Linked DNA regions of Mus musculus: all the other regions are linked to region 3. Evidence: chromatin contacts called from public ChIA-PET and promoter capture Hi-C data. All regions are on one chromosome and are shown on one strand. The core of a region is the stretch at or near the end of the contact, and the rest is flanking DNA. Distances in the headings are between cores, read along the strand shown.

The links. Promoter capture Hi-C pulls out the DNA fragments that hold promoters and counts their contacts. ChIA-PET counts read pairs in DNA pulled down with a chosen protein or histone mark.
Region 1: a promoter capture Hi-C map of pre-B cells shows a contact between it and region 3, with 3 times the contacts expected there. The contact joins the promoter of Rab24 here to the promoter of Simc1 in region 3. A contact is called at or near these places in 1 of 39 promoter capture datasets (pre-B cells) and 1 of 115 datasets of contacts at active chromatin or transcription factors (memory CD8 T cells).
Region 2: a contact with region 3 is called in an RNA polymerase II ChIA-PET map of memory CD8 T cells, with 14 read pairs. The contact joins the promoter of Uimc1 here to the promoter of Simc1 in region 3. A contact is called at or near these places in 1 of 39 promoter capture datasets (neural stem cells), 1 of 484 Hi-C or Micro-C datasets (embryonic stem cells), 1 of 115 datasets of contacts at active chromatin or transcription factors (memory CD8 T cells) and 1 of 9 other capture datasets (pancreatic islet).

Annotation. Positions count from the first base shown.
Region 1 is chr13:55,319,799-55,323,253 of GRCm38.p6, forward strand. Rab24 (RAB24, member RAS oncogene family) reads right to left here and starts at 2,182. Exons shown (of 8, transcript NM_009000.3): 1 at 1,740-2,182; 2 at 1,592-1,660; 3 at 1,304-1,382; 4 at 1,129-1,196; 5 at 947-1,046; 6 at 705-755; 7 at 514-576; 8 at 1-416. The coding sequence starts at 1,856. The coding sequence ends at 352. Prelid1 (PRELI domain containing 1) reads left to right here and starts at 2,257. Exons shown (of 5, transcript NM_025596.5): 1 at 2,257-2,483; 2 at 3,055-3,280. The coding sequence starts at 2,392.
Region 2 is chr13:55,098,535-55,101,751 of GRCm38.p6, forward strand. Uimc1 (ubiquitin interaction motif containing 1) reads right to left here and starts at 1,766. Exons shown (of 15, transcript NM_011307.3): 1 at 1,663-1,766.
Region 3 is chr13:54,502,296-54,505,585 of GRCm38.p6, forward strand. It overlaps Simc1 (SUMO-interacting motifs containing 1), which reads left to right and starts at 1,510. Exons shown (of 10, transcript NM_176987.4): 1 at 1,510-1,709. The coding sequence starts at 1,581. It overlaps LOC115486438 (a long non-coding RNA gene), which reads right to left and starts at 2,019. Exons shown (of 3, transcript NR_168901.1): 1 at 1,474-2,019.

The DNA of each region.
Region 1 (3,455 bases), core at 932-3,431, 820 kb after region 3:
GGTTCCAGATGGAAGTCTTCATATAAGTGAGGCCCACGTGGCCCCAGGAACAACTAGGTGTTTTGACACCCAGTGCACACAGCAAGGAAATGCATCAATTTTATTTACAGTTCAGAAGCTACTTAAATAGTCTGGACAGAAGCCTGGGATTCAAGTCAGCCCTTACTCCTCCTCATGCCCACAGTCAGCCCAATACTTCCTCCGTTCCATGGGCCAGCACAGGCAGGTGCCACCTCTGCTGTGAGAGGCACCTGGAATAGCTCAGACGCTTGACCATTCCAGCCCAGACAAGAGTCAGGTCCAGCCCCTCTGGGAATTCATCTAATTCCACTGGGCCAGATGAGTGGTGACTCAGTGATGACAACAGCTGTAGAAGTAAGGGTTTGCCTTCTGGCTCAAATCCACACCTTTGTCCTCTGTCAAAGAGAGGAGAGGTGACTGCTCAGCACTACTATTATGTCGGGGCATCAAGTAGGTCACCAAGAAGGCTGGGGACCATGAGGAAGTACACACCTGTCATCACCTGGAAAGCAGCCACACTGACGTAATCCTCAGCCACTTTCTGGAAGAGTTCATCTGGCAAGCAAAGAATCAGTGAGGGCCTGAGACCAGCAGCCCTGGGTATCCCAGTGGCCCAGCCCTCTGAACCTTTCTGCTCTACTGTCCTGCCTGTTCCTGCTGACAGGACCCAAGACAACACTCACCCACACTTTGGCCTGTCTTGCTGGATGTTTCAAAGAGTTGGGCTTTGATATCTGCAAAGAGAAGTGACTGTCTTCACACTTGGGGAGCACACCTAAATGTAGCTAACAGTTCAGTCTCCTGAACCACACAGGTTCAAGAAGGCCAGAAAGCAACCAAGACTGTCATTCCCATCTTTGAAATACACTCAGGCAGATAGTACCCGCCCCCAAGCCCCCATCCTCAGAGACTTAAAAACAGCTACTATCGGCATAGTCCTGAACATCATGGAAGTCTACACGACGGCGCCGCCTGTCTTCCTCCAGCAGGTCACTCTTAGTGCCACACAGGTAGATTTGACAGCCCTGTAGCAGAAGACAAGGCTGAGATTATCTCCACAGACCAATACAGTCTCTGTCCCTACTCTTGTGATATCTGGCCACCTACCTCTTCTAAACTGCGCAGCTCCTTAACCCAGAACTTGGCTCTCTCAAAGCTGCTGCTGTCAGTGAGGTCTTGGTAAGGGTAAGGCAAGAGACACATAAAGATCAGCGGCTTCCCTCTGATGCTGGCCTGTAACCTAACCCTTACTACTTGAACACGCCAGAATTCAACCCCTTACCATAACAGACAATTGCAGCTTTAGCACCCCGGTAATAGATTCTGCTCATGGCTTCGTAGCGCTCGGAACCTGCTGTGTCCTGAGGGGTGAAAGGAGTTAATAAGCTCCTTCACAAGACTACAAAATAGGCCCCATCTTCCAGACAACCCCCCCTCCTTTTTTTAGACGAGTAAATGGGTGTGAGGAAGGAAAAACGACCTCTATGAGGCTCCAGTTGGCTGGTTTAAGAGGCAAGACATTAAATTCGGGAGACAGGTTTGCACAAGACTCTGTTCTCAAGGGACTTACCCAAATGCCCAGAGTCACCGTCCGGTCTCCAACGCACATCACCTTGGCCACGAAAGCAGCCCCGATGGTCTACAACCAGGGAAGAGATAAGTGTGGAATACTGGCCGGACCCCTTCCTCCCATGCCTGCTCCGCAGGGGTGCACTCACGTTCTGATAGGGCCCCACCAAGAAGCGGTCGTGCACGTATCGTTCCACCAGGCTCGTCTTGCCCACGTATTCCTTGCCCAGCATAACCACCTTAACGTCCACGCGCTGCCCGCTCATGCTCCCTGGGCCGCCTCACCCACTTCAGGGTCCGCGCGGCCCAGGCAGAGCCCAAGCCTCAGACCCCAACCCCAAGGGCCTCGCACCTCGCAGGCCCCTGGCGCCTCGGCCCGGGGCGCTCCGTCCTTTGCAGAGCCGCGGCGCGGGGACGCGGACAGCGCCCTCCACCGCGCCGCAGAGCCCTGCGGTGCTCACCCGCGCGACCGCCGCTGCGCCCGAAGCTCCGCTGCGCCGGGGTTACCGACTGAATCTGGGGTCCTCGTAGCTAACTCCAAACAGCACCTCTGGGACTGGAAGCCAAGAGGCGGGACGCCCGGTCACGTGACGCGGGCGCCGGAAGTGGCCGATCCTATGCATCCGGCGCCGGAAGCGTCGTGCAGTCCTATAACCCCTGATGGCGGCGGTAGGGACCTGGGCGCGGTCCTGCGGAGATTGAGCTGCGAGCCTGGCGGGCGTGCGCCTAGCCACGTCCCCCCCACCCCCGGGCTCTTCACCCTGATGCTGCACGGGTGCTGAGCCCGTCCGGGTCGGGACGATGGTGAAGTATTTCCTGGGCCAGAGCGTGCTCCGAAGTTCCTGGGACCAAGTGTTCGCCGCCTTCTGGCAACGGTACCCGAATCCCTATAGGTACGTGGCGTTGGGTAGAGCGAGTCGCCTTCCTCTCTTCTTCTGGAGATCGCACCGTAGGCTGTCCTTCAATAGTGGAGTTTGAAAGACTGGACAGAGTCCGATGTGGGCTATCTGCGGAACTGTGGCCACAGTTATAGCACAAAATCCTTATAGGATTAGAATCAGTCCAAGCCTCCAAAGTCCTCGAAGAAGATTGTCTAGTTTGTGATTTATATTGGGCTCTAGATTTCTATTTTGCAGTCCAAAGGTGGTTGGACAGGAAGAGGCGGCAGCACGGGAGTTGAGCGGTATTTCGGGGCCAGAAATCCTGAGGATGGTTTGCTTACCTGCTGCTGGCGCTCTCTAGTGGTATAATTCTTGAGATTTTGCTCGCTTTGGAGAGCCACAGAATCCATGTCGGGTGGAGGAGGGAGTTGGAATTTGCCCGGGGATAGGTTCAGTGTACTCTAATTCTGAACCCGGGCACAGATCACAGATTGCAGGCAGCCATGACCTGGAGGCGCTAAATAGGAACCAGTAGACATGCTGTCAAGAGCAGGCTCCTGAGAATCATCTTTAACTCTTGCAGCAAACATGTCTTAACCGAAGACATAGTGCACCGGGAGGTGACCCCCGACCAGAAGCTACTGTCCCGGAGACTCCTGACCAAGACCAACAGGATGCCACGTTGGGCAGAGCGACTGTTTCCTGCCAACGTTGCTCACTCCGTGTACATCCTGGAGGACTCTATTGTGGACCCCCAGAATCAGACCATGACCACCTTCACCTGGAACATCAACCATGCCCGGCTGATGGTGAGACTTCCTTTGCTCCCTCAAAATAGTTGCCCTTCAGATTTCAGGCAAGAGAGTTGTGGGAACTTCTGTGGCCAGAGGCAGGCCTAAAATACCAATGAGCTGCATCTCTAGAGTTCTGCCCTTAGATTGGTCTACCCTTTCGATTGGTCAGATTCTCTGGGACTGTCCCTTG
Region 2 (3,217 bases), core at 516-3,015, 600 kb after region 3:
CAGGACAGCCAGGGCTACACAGAGAAACCCTGTCTCGAAAAACCAGTAATAATAGTAGTAGTAGTAGTAGTAGTAGTAATAATAATAATAATAATAATAATAACAATAATAGAGCCTTGAATTCCACCACTTGGGAGGCAGAAGCAGGAGGATCCCTGTAAGTTTGAGCCAGCATGGTCTACATAGCAATTTTCAGGCCAGGCAGAACTATATAGTGAGACTTTGTCTCAAAAACATAAAATAAAACTTATAAATGCACAAGGCTCTTGGAGTTGATCTCCAGCACAAAAGAAGAAGTGAGAAAGCTTGATAGAATAAACTCCTTTATCAATTGATTACAATTAAAAGTGATTTGTTTCTGTAACTGAGTAAAGTAAATGCATACCTATAAAATCTCTCTCTCTCTCTCTCTCTCTCTCTCTCTCTCTCTCTCTCTCTCTCTCTCTTACACACACACATACATACACATATAGCAACAGAATTCAGGGGAGATTATTCAGTGGGTAAATTCCAGCAGGTGGATAGTGAGTAGGGGGATCCCCGAGGAAGCCAGCCAGACATACCAACCAACTCCAAGAGACCCTGCCCCAATTAAGATGGAGAGACATTTAAGAAGATTCCCACTAACATCGGTGTAGTGGTGGAGGGTGGTGTGTGTGTGTGCCCGTGTGTGTGTTCACACCCAGTGTGCCCACAAGTGTGCAAAAATAAAAGATTTCAAACGCACCCGGAGCAATAAGTTATCACTGCCTGAATCAATAGACAAACTTGTAGGTTTCTCACACCCAATACTGAGGTTGTTTCTCTCAAGAACCCTAACGCGCCCTAACACATTAGGAACTTTAGTAAAAAAGGAGTTGGCAAGTGGCTATGCCGGGAAATGACACTCATGCGTCTGGCTCCACAAGTAGACTTTCTTTGACTGTGCTACAAACCCAACAACACCCTAACCATTGGGCTCACTTTTTCCGCAGCGTTGCCCGTACATCATATGATGACTACATGCAAGAAGCCTGGAGCGAAGTGGTCCAGATTCACACCCAACTCCATCTCTGAGAGGACCAACGCTCTGGTCTCACAGGTTTCTGACACACCGCCTGTCATCAGCCACGAGAGAAACGCACTAGGCTCGACTGGCTACGTTAAGTGGTAAATGATAGATTTCCAGGGGAAAATATTTCTCGGGAGACTGAGGCAGGAGGTTGGCGAGTTCTATAGAAGCCATCTTGGGTACCCTGTGAGTTCAAAGCCAACCAGAGCTACACAGAGAGACCCGGGTGGTAGCGGTGTCTCGGGCGGCCGAAGAACTAATGAAGCCAACTACCACAAGACAAGCAAAGTAACGTGGGGCAGGCAGCGGGCCTAGGCGGTCCTCGGACGGTCCGTTAGCCGGGCGGGCGACCAGGCTACCAGGAAGCTCGGATAGCAAGAGAGGGCGCTCCGGACGACGACCGCCGCCCGCAGAGGGAGGGGAACCCCGGGGGGCGCGAGCGCCCGGGCTGCCCGGCAGCTGCGAGAGCGACCCGGCCGGCATCGGCTTCCGCCCGGCCGAGAGGCCTAGTCGCTGCGAGGCGCGCCTCGGGAGCAGCGGCAGCCGCCCGGCAGACAGCGAGAAGCAGGCGGCCCCGACGGCCGCGGAGTGCAGAGGCGACGCGTACTCACCGCGGATCTGGCAGCGCCGCCCAGCGCCTCCTGAACGCTGGGGGTCGCGAGCGGCCGCAACTCTTTAGAAAGAGGAGAGCCCGCGCGGCGGCGCGAGGCGGCAGGGGCGGGGAGGGGCGGGGCGAGGGGCGGGGCGCGCAGGCGCGGAGCCCTGTGGGCCGCTGTATGCTCACACAGTTCCTGGGTCCCTGAGTGCTGTTAAGAGAGGGGTTTAGGGGAAACCAAAGAAAGCCAATAGGGTCCCTAGACACCCTTCGAAATAAGCTCTGCTGCATCAAGCTTCCTCTGGTTAATTTATTTGCATGAATCCAAAATTACGTTCAAATTAAATGTTCACATGACTAGTTAGAAACTCTCAGATGGTATAATGTTAATTAATGTCTGATCGTCTTAGCGGAATTTAAGCATCCTAAAACACAAAAATACTGAATCTTGCTCTCTGCTAAGGAGAGATTACAAGAGTGGAGGGCGGGTATGATTGTAGGGGGAGATGAGTGGGATGGAGTGCATGATGTGAAATCCACAAAGAACCAATAAAAAGTAAAAAAAAAAAAAAAAACTAAAATAATAATAATAATACTGAAATTTCTACAACATATATTTCCTTGAAATATATGCTCCAGAAAGTCCATTTCCTTGAGGAGGAAAAAAAAAAAAAGGCAACAGCAGAAATGTCAAAGGTGAATAAAATATGAAATATTCCTACAATAAAATTTAACAAATAAAACTCAAGGTTTGATAGCGCCTAAAAAAATCTTACTAAGCTGGGCGTGGTGGCGCACGCCTTTAATCTCAGCACTCAGGAGGCAGAGGCAGGCAGATTTCTGAGTTCGAGGCCAGCCTGGTCTACAAAGTGAGTTCCAGGACAGCCAGGGCTATACAGAGAAACCCTGTCTCAAAAAAAAACAAAAAAACAAAAAACAAAACAAAACAAACAAACAAAAAAATCTTACTGAAGGGGCTGGAGAGATGGCTCAGTGGTTAAGAGTACTGACTGCTCTTCCAGAGATCCTGAGTTCAGTTCCCAGCAACCACATGGTAACCATCTGTAATGAGATCTGATGCCCTCTTCTGAAGACAGCTACAGTGTACTCATATACATAAAAATAAATCTTAAAAAAAAATCTTACTGAAGCCAGGACTTTTATCTCAGAACTCAGAAGGCATTGGTAGGTCCGTTTCCCCACCTCTCCCAAAAAGGGGATGGTGGTGGTGACGGTGGTGGGTAGTCTCACTGAAATTATAGCAAGCCAACAAATGTGAACACTCTCATATGCTTTTCATAAGCTTACAAAAAGTAGTTCATAGTTTGTGGGAAACAGTACTCCTAAAAGCATAGGTTAATGGACCAGATGATAGATGGATACATCGTGGTAATGATAAAGCAATGGGAGGAGGAGACAAATAGAAAGTGGAATAAACAGGACCTCAGCTAGGGGTCAAAAACCAGGACTAACGACACATGCCACAACTTTGACTCTGGCCCGAGCTGCCCAAGTAATAAGCCAAGCGGGGCTGCATTCCACTTGGCAGCTCCGCTCCTTTATCTGTATGT
Region 3 (3,290 bases), core at 260-2,759:
ACAGGAAACTTACTTTACTGTATCCCTTTATAACAATTCACCCACTGGACCAAAACATCTGAAACCTGTGGTCAAGCTATTTGCCCAACAGGCCAGTGATCTCTCTCCTTCCCTTCCCTCCCCTTTCCCTCTCCCCTCCTCCTTTTCCTCCTCCTTCCTCTCCCTTTCTCTCACCCTGGCTGACCTTGGCCTTTCAAGAGCTAGGATTCAAGGCAAGCACCGTGATGCCTGACTCAGAGCAGTGAACCTTCAAGTGTGTTCACCAGACTCTAAGCAATGTCAATATCACCTAGAAACCTGAGAGAAATACCAATTTGGGGCTCACTCCCAAAACTCAGTTTCTCAGTCAGAAACACTGGTGTGTAGTCCTGCAAACTTTATTATACACTCTCTGGCTGATTCAGAAGTTCACTAAAGATTAGAAAACACTGCATCACACGCTGCTTAGACAGCACACAACAGCTTTGCCTCTAGGAACTCCCCCCTTTTTGTTAAAGACATTTTATTATTCTATTTTTTGAAGTTACTTGAGCATAAGCAGCAGGGTTTTGTCAGTATTGCACATTTTTAAAATAGCCATGGGCCCTATTTTGATTTAATGTCCCTACCCTTCAACAAAACAACCAAAGAATTCACTACTTACCCATATTTCCCTCTGATGGGGATACAATTTTATCCCTATATTTTCTGCTTGCTCACAGCATTGGAGTATACGGGCACTCTGGGACCTCATAGCTCTCTGTATGTGCCTTTTCAGTGGTTTCTGTCAACTAGAAACTCAACAAACTCTTACATCTGACAGTTTAAATTCCTGCGACACGTATTGTTGGTGAAACCGCAAATCGGCACAACTTAAGACAATTTGGTACCATTTGTCAAAATAACAATAAAAACATAGATTTGATCCAATAAACCTGCTTCTGGGAATTTATCCCACGGATTTACCTGCACACACAAGAGTGGGTATCTCTCCCTTATCTCAGCCAGAAGCCCCAGTCAATAAAACCCTAGGTTCAGGTTACCCTTTTCAGCCCCTCAGGGCTTCTTTAACCCGAAGGCGTCACTGCTCCTTCTGCCAGGTGCAGGCTCCACTACCGGGTCAATTAAATGCGCTATCAGAGGCTCCATCAGCTCACTCCAGTCCTCACACCTGCAGCCAGGGGCTCGTCACCAGCACTGCCCACTGTGATCGGTTGAGAGCGGCGGCGGACAACCTCTCAACCTCAGCGTTTTTCAAGCCCGCCGACCATGCGGCCCAGCCCCTCGGTTCTATCCCTCCCTTTCCCTCTCTTCCCTCTCTCTCCTTCTCTGAGGGAAAGGGAGCCTGGCTCCTCCAGGGTTCTGTGACACTGCCCTGACCCGGGCGCGCGGCTGCCCCCGAGATAGGCGGGGCTCCGAGCGGGACCGGTCCTCTGGAGGCGGGGCGCGGTGGGGGCGGGGCAATGGAGGGGGCGGGGCCGGCGGGGTACTAACCCCGGTGTCTGCGACGCCTTCGCTGCAGTCGCTTCAGCAGCTGGAACCGGAGTCGGAGTCGCCGGGGCCGCTCGCCGCTCGCGCGTGGCTCCGCCGGGCCCGTAGCCATGGAGGACTTTATCGTGATCTCCGACGACAGTGGCTCCGAGAGCTCGGCCGGGACCCGCTCGGGCAGGGCGCGGAGGCTGCGCCGGGCCCTGTCTCGGACCCCCGGCGCGCTGCCCCGCCGAACCGTGGTGAGTGAATCCACTGCCGCTCGCCACGCCCGACGGGAGCCGAGCGTCGCCCCCTCGGGGCCTCAGCGTTGCGACCCTGGCTCCCCGCCGCCGTGTCTTCCCGCCTTTGGCGGCCTCGGGCCTCGAGGAGCTCGGTGGCGCCGCTGGCAAGGCAGGCCTCGGGCTGGCCAGCGCTGAGCCCTACAGGGTTGTGCTGCGGAGCCGGCCGAGCACATGGGCGACACACTGAGCACCAGTGCGAGCTGCCAAGCGGTGGCCGGCGGTGGCCTCCGGCCCGAGCTGGCTCCAGAGCTTTGGCAGCGGGAGGAGTGGGGGGTCCTGGCCAGGCCGCAGCCGCCACCCGGACCTCGAGGCGGGCGCGCGGGAGCGCGTAATTGTTTGGCTTATGATGGGCACAGATGTGTGCAAGGAGGTAACAGGAGCCCCGGCTGCGAGCGAGGGAAGCGCCGCCCTTGGCATGGTGGCGGCTGCGCTGCAGGGCCTAGTTCTTGAGCTAGGGCCCCGATTTTTGAGTTGTGGAGAAGGACAGTTAATTTTGCTTTGCAGATGCGAATCACATACAAAGCCAGGGGGCGGGGCACTCCCACCTTTGTTTTTCCTTCGGTTCTTTATCTTTGTCCCTGCTCCTGAAGTGATGGAATAAAAATATCTGTGGTCTCTGGCTTTCTAGAACTCTCCACAGAAATTTAGTGACCTGACCCCTACCATGATCTACATGCTGTGGCTTCAAAAATCAAGGGATCCTTCTCTGTTCTTCCTAATATGTGTCCTAAATCAATGTCAGCTACTCTATAAGCGTGTAAATCACATTTTGAGTGCTCATTCATTCTAAGTTGCCTTTGGGAAGTCTTCCTACACCCAAAGGTAGGTGTCTTAGGATTACTGTTGCTGTGATGAAACACCATGACCCAAAGCAACTTGGAGAGAAATTGGTTTAGTTTACACTTCGCTGTTCATACTAAAGAAGTCAGGACAAGAATTCAAGCAGGGCAGGAATTTGGAAGTAGAGGTTGTGCAGAGGCCGTATGGTGAAGCGATGCTTTCTTTACCGGCTTGCCACCTCTGGCTTGCTTAACCTGCTTTCTCACAGAAACCAGGACCACTAGCCCGGGGTGGCTCCACCCACAATAGGCTGGGTCTTCCCACTGCAATCACTAGTTGAGGAAATGCCCTACAGACTTGTTTACAGCTGGATCTTAGGCTATACATTTTCGATTGAGGTCCCTTTCCCTCAGATCACTGTAGCTTGTTACAAGTTGATGTAAAACTAGCTGGGACAATATGTGTTCTCTCTCTTTAAGAGAGGAACATAATTTTTGCATTTTTGTATTATCTAGCTTGTAAATATACCTTTATAGCTAGTTTATCTTTCTTCTTTTTTTCAAGACAGGGTTTCTCTGTGTAGCTCCGGCTGTCCTGGAACTCATTCTGTAGACCAGGCTGGCCTTGAACTCAGAAATCTGCCTGCCTCTGCCTCCCAGATATTGGGATCAAAAGCATGCGTCACCACTGCTGGGCTGCTAGTTTATCTTTTAACAGTACCTTTATTGTGGTGTGATTCATCCATATAATACGTTGGGT